Linked DNA regions of Zea mays: region 1 is linked to region 2. Evidence: chromatin contacts called from public Hi-C data. All regions are on one chromosome and are shown on one strand. Each heading gives the region's core, a stretch centred on a gene start, on an enhancer-like site or on the middle of the called end of the contact. The rest is flanking DNA. Distances are from core to core; before and after follow the strand shown. Region 1 has its middle 83 kb from the start of LOC103653231. Region 2 holds the start of LOC100383590.

Region 1 (2,838 bases), core at 7-2,506, 230 kb after region 2:
TGTTTTCAGAAAATTTGCTCTAATGTATTTAGATTTGGTTTACCGTGCATTTTAAGGTTTAGGTTAGTTTGACAAATTAAAAGTAAAAATACTCGCTCTCAAAAGTCAAACCAAAGGCAGAGTTATATAATTTTACGACTCATAAATATTGTAACAGTGTCTCCTGTCATATCATTTTGAATAAAATTGTGTAAATTATCAACTTTTTTATTTTTCAGATATTATTTAAAAGTTAAAAAATAGTAAATTTAAATTTTCATATAAGGCCTTCATATATATTATTGCTTAGGGCCCCCGAAATGTCAGGACCGGCCCTGGTCCTCCACGAAAATCTAAAGCGAAATCATAGAAGACTAAGTTGGATATAGCGTGTAGGTGTGGTGATAAGAAACGTACGTACTGGCCTCGGTTACAAAAGGAAAGAAGTCATTCTGGCCTCGGTTACAAAATCAGGGACTGTTAAAGGTTAACGGGACTAAAATCATTCTCCAACTAAGGGCTTGTTCGTTTCACCGTTAATCCATGTGGATTGGGTGGTATTGAGTCGGTTTAAATCCATAACAAGTCAAAATCTATCCCAATCCATTTCAATACACATGTAATTGGAATAACCGAACAAGAACTAACTGTATGTCCGTCCTTTTTTCCACTCGCACTACCTGCCTGCCCGATGACGCTGCACTGTAGTCTGTATCGCTGCAGCACCACACAAAGAATCGATCCTCCCCCAAAGAATCTGTATCTCATCTACATCTACTGCATGCTGCTCCAGTACACGAGATCCGCGAAGCATGACCGTGAATACCACTTATGTTCCTAAGAAAGGTTTCACGTCTCTATATAAAGAGATATATATTATACCCTTTATAAGAGAGTAGAAGATAGAAAGAGGGCAGAGACATAACCATACATATTGTGTCTCATTTGTTCTCTAAGTGTGTATTGCTGGGAAAGGGAACGAACTTCTATGACTTTTCACGTCCCGACTGCTGACGGGAGGGAAGTGAACGAATCTGATGATCCATGATAATATAGTCCTTGACACAAAGCAACAGCGAGCCAATGACGCTGGAAGCCAAGTTGGTGGACGAAGCAGCTTGAGGCTCGGGGTCTAGCTGCTAGCTGTTATAGAGTGAGAAAAAGGGACAGTCGTGAGCCAGGTTCCCACACTTTTGGACCAACACCAACACGGGCAGACCTTAGGGGAGACATGTCACGTCGAGTTAGGTGGCACGACCTGTTGTGGTTTGGGCTAGCCCGCTTGGCCCATCGCCTGGACCAAACTGGCGGGCTCCTATTCCGAGTCTTTGTGGGCCTACTGCACTGTCCTACTCAGCTCAGCCGCGCTATCAGGACAATAAGTTTGTCCAAGCAAGCTCTAGCACATGCATAAACTACTTTTTATAACCTGACATATCTCCAGACTAGTAAAGTCAATGCATGTGCCTTGCTGTCAACGAAGATGCCACTTTTCATCGAAATAATTCCGCGAAAAAATGAAAAAATCAAAGCCATATTTAAATTATATTGTATTCTAAATGATGTCACGTTAAAAAGTAATAATAAAGATGAATTTTATTTGAATGAGACGAGTGAGTCAAACTTAGGTTAAAAAAGTTAAACTAATTATAAATTGTAACGGAGCGAGTACAAGCAACCATGTCAAAGTCAATGATTTAAAATCGGAATGAACATATTTCACCACAAAGTAACTCATTACGCAAAAAAATCATATATAACCTCTTTGAAATCCATGCGTTGTAAAAGCGGACTCTCCGATGGTTTTTTTCCCCTGTTGTTTTCTTTGTGCTACTAGAGTAGATGTAGGTCCGAAGAGGGGGTTGATATGAACAGACAATGTGCTGCAAGTTGGATGGGAGAAAACACCTTTGTGTAGTGAGGAAGGGACAGAGCGGTCCATCTTATGCGTGCTGCGCAATAGCCGAAACCTCACGGAAGGCATGGCCAAGATTTTGCCAATTATGGCCATGGGATTCGGCTGCTGCTATCGTTCTTATCCGACTAGATCTGCATGCTCTATTTAAAGGATCTTATTCTGGACCACCATATGTGTTGATTTTATTTTAATATATGTTTAATTATCTGTATGTGGAGGCGTGAGTTATACAAATAGATGTAAAATAAGTTATTTTAATATTATCTGTCTGCATGTGCTTGTACGGCAGAAATCGTCGTATCTGGCTGACCGGCTACGCGCGAGCTCGCTGCTTGGCCACTGTGAACCAATCAGTATATTTGTTGCATGCATCGGTTGTTGCCGATCAAGGGGTTCGGACACTAGTGGTAACTGGTAGTATGGTATGAAGATTGTGCATTGCTACGTTTTTATTTAAACTTTGTTTTAATAAATCATAAAAACATTTGTTGTGTTGATTGGGTGGACGTGAATGTGAAACCAAAATCCATAAAACTCAAACCTCCATTTGTGTATAATATTACTCTATTTTTGCATAAAGCAGGAAGAGCAAGGGTGAGGCACGACAATGGTGAAACTGTATGTTGACGCCTTTTCGGAGCGCCAATCACTCAACAAGAACCGGCGGCGGTGCTCTCTGGTCAGGCACGGACGGTCCGCGGCACAGGGCCGGACGGTCCGCGACCTGGAGTAGGGGCAAAGGTTCCCTGCCTGACAGCCGGACGGTCCGCGCCCTGGGGCCGGACGGTCCGCGCACGAGGGGCGGCGAAGGTCGTCGGCGGCGCCTAGATCTCGCTCCCGGGAGGGACCCCGTCGGGGAGGAGAGATCCTAGGTGGTGTCTAGGCTCGGGCCGGCCGACCTAGACTCCTCTAATCGGCGTAGAGTCGAAGAGAGGCGAAGA
Region 2 (3,084 bases), core at 260-2,759:
TTTACCCCCAGATTATATAATCTGGATTAAATAATCCTAAGAGGCAAACAAACAGTCTAGCTTATTTGTCCAGATTATATAATCTAATCCCTTGGATTATGATAATACATAAGCAAGTAAGGAGGTACTTATTTCAGATTATTTTTTTTCCCACTTCCCCACTACCCTTTCAAGTTTCCTAGAAATTACCCATCATTGCCATTATAATCTACCGAATCGTTTTTGCGCCTATCGGATCAGAGAAGCCCGCCGCCCAACAGAAACACGCCAGATAATCTAGGTAAACAAACAGGACTACTCAGATTATATAATCCAAATTATATAATCCAGATTATATAATCCTCCAAAAATAATCCAGATTATATAATCTATTGGGGTAAACAAACATGCCCTTATTCTATATCTATTCTCATATTTTTCTCTTTCTTCGAATTCAGATTGAGTTGTGTCGGATAAAATTTAAATAGATAACGATATTTTAAATATTTAATTTTAAGAATACAGATATGGATAAAGATCAGACACAGTAAGTTAGTAGGCTCAAGCCTCTAAAACTAATAGCCAGTAACATTTGGTAGCTAAAAGTAACCGAAAAGTTAGACCAACCAATGTTTAGCGATATCCCGAATAACCATTAGCAGTTAGCTGCAAGGTGTTTGGTTTCTAGCGACTAATTTTTAGTCCTACCATTTTATTTTATTTTAGTTTCTAAATTGCTAAATACAGAAATTAAAACTATATTTTAGTTTCTATATTTGAAAATTTAAGGACTAAAATGGTATAAAATGAAGGGACTAAAAATTAGTTCCTAAAACCAAACACCACCTTAGTTAATAACTTACATAGTATTATGTGGTTGACCAAGGATTAGCTCCATAGGTTTGGAACAACGCCTTAATACCAAACTTCAAACCTTTGACAAAATAATTTGGCTAATAAATTACCAAGGCTACATGTGTCATGTCACACGATGCATGGTTCCTCGTTGACTGTTACTCCTTGACTAATAAAACCGAAAAAGGGAAGGAAAAAAAAGAAGGAAAGACAGGAATATCGTCGTGCCACATGATCCGGTCGGCCAGGCTATGCGCAAACCTTCCGTCAATACATAACTTTAATCTGCCGTGGCACTAATAAGCAGGCAGCAATGTATTACTACAACGTCCAAATGCGAGAGCCGTGCGTGGTCCCTCAGGCACGGTAGTTCTATGCGTTCCTCGAAGAGGAAAACGATGAAGCAAGTGAACACAGGCCCCGGATCGCTGCCTAGCAAGAGACCAGGCATGTCCACTATGGGCAGGCGCGGAAGGCAGAGACAAGCTCCCCCTACTGGGAATGGGATGGTCTCTTTCTTTCTTCCCCCAAACATCTCCCTTCAAACCAGCGAAGGGACACCAACCAAGCACCACTGCCTGCCCACAAAACCACACACAGACACAAGCACAGCCACTTGCACACAGCACGCACCCCACTCCCCAGAGAGAGAAAAAGAGAATGCATACACAAATCCACGAGTTGGCATGCCGCTACTGCTGTCCTCTCCCCCCTCCCAACCCCGTGAGGCCACGAACGCAGAGGCCATGGCCAAGATATATATATAATCACTAGGACTAGCTGAGAGCTTCGCTTCTTCAGAGCTCAGGAGAACCCACGGGGCCGCGGGGACGGAGAGAGACACTAGCGCCTGTGCAAGCAAGCAAGCAAGCAAAGCGAGCGAGGTTTGCACAGCGATGGCGTGTGGGTCGCGAAGTCGTCGAACCAGCGAGACGGTCGACGAGTACGAGAAGCTGGTTCTCAGAATGAACCCTCCAAGGTTGTTTTTCTTCCCCCCAACCCCATTCCTTTTGCTGTGTCGTCGCCCTCTTCTAACCGTGCCTGCTTCTTGGCCGTTTGGCACCCCGCAGGGTCACCGTGGACAACGACTCCGACATGACTGCCACCTTGGTGAAGGCAAGCGCCGCCGCAGCTCTGCAGAGCTCTTCTTATTGTTTCTTCTCCTCTCTCTTAGCGGGTGTTCGTTCGATCTCTGCCTGCTGCAGGTGGACAGCGCCAACAAGTACGGGACCTTGCTGGAGGTGGTGCAGGTGCTGACCGACCTCAAGCTGACCATCAACCGGGCCTACATTTCCTCCGACGGCGAGTGGTTCATGGACGGTGAGTGCCGTTGCCTCCCTCCCTGCCGTCCCTGGAAAGTTTAGGAAGATAGATGAGAGAAAGAAAGATAGTGCCTTTCGGGGGTGGTGATGCAATGCAATTATGCAAAGCCTAGCTTTTGCTTCGGTTGTGTAATCTTTCTATCCTCCCCCCGATCCTGATGTGTGGTGGGTGTGTGTGTGGCCTTGTTTCGCCTTTCTGCAGTGTTCCATGTCGTGGATCAGGATGGGAATAAACTTTACGACGGCCAAGTCATCGACAGAATTGAGCAGGTAAAGTGCACATGTCCCTGTCGCTGGCTGTCTGGCTGGCTGTTCAATTCAACGCCAGCCAAGAACAGAACGAGCGCAGAGCAACCTGCGGTTCAGTTAGCTTCGGTTTTGACGATCCGGTTCCGTGTCGTTCAGTCTCTGGGAGCGGGGTCGCTCAGCTTCCGGGGCCCGCCGGAGCGGCTGGTGGCCGTGGAGGCGGAGGCGGAGGAGGCGCAGACCACCATCGAGCTGGTGGGCAGGGACCGGCCGGGCCTGCTGTCGGAGGTGTTCGCGGTGCTGGCCGACCTCAGGTGCAACGTGGTGGCGTCGGAGGTTTGGACGCACGACGGCCGCGTGGCGGCGCTGGTGCACGTGACGGACGCCGACACCCTCGGCGCCATCGACGACCCGGCGCGTCTGGACACGGTCAAGCGCTTGCTCCGCCACGTCCTGCGCGGGAGCAGCCGCGACAAGAAGGCCGCCCGCGCCGCCGTATCGTCGGCGCGCGTGGAGCACGCGCCGCGCCGCCTGCACCAGATGATGCAGGCTGACCGGAGCGCCCGCCGCGAGGGCGGGGGCGACGGCGACGGCGAGGAGGAGCGCGAGCGCGGCGAGGCGTCGGGCAACGGCAACGGCGTGCCGGTGGTCGCGGTGGAGGACTGCGCCGAGCGCGGGTACA

What was found. A called contact is a pair of places that touch in the nucleus more often than the background predicts.
Region 1: a Hi-C map of ear shows a contact between it and region 2, with 2.7 times the contacts expected there. The contact joins the enhancer-like site here to the promoter of LOC100383590 in region 2. A contact is called at or near these places in 6 of 25 Hi-C or Micro-C datasets (bundle sheath, ear, leaf and 1 more).

Annotation. Positions count from the first base shown.
Region 1 is chr4:48,355,930-48,358,767 of Zm-B73-REFERENCE-NAM-5.0, forward strand. No RefSeq gene overlaps it. Among protein-coding and RNA genes, the nearest start is that of LOC103653231, 83 kb to the right of the region's middle. Within about 2 kb of position 1,257, at least 17 of the 20 cell types and tissues checked have an H3K27ac peak or open chromatin away from gene starts, as enhancers often do. A contact at or near this core is called in bundle sheath, ear, leaf and 1 more, where this site is marked.
Region 2 is chr4:48,127,061-48,130,144 of Zm-B73-REFERENCE-NAM-5.0, forward strand. It overlaps LOC100383590, which reads left to right and starts at 1,510. Exons shown (of 7, transcript NM_001176238.1): 1 at 1,510-1,813; 2 at 1,905-1,950; 3 at 2,040-2,154; 4 at 2,359-2,426; 5 at 2,562-3,084. The coding sequence starts at 1,731.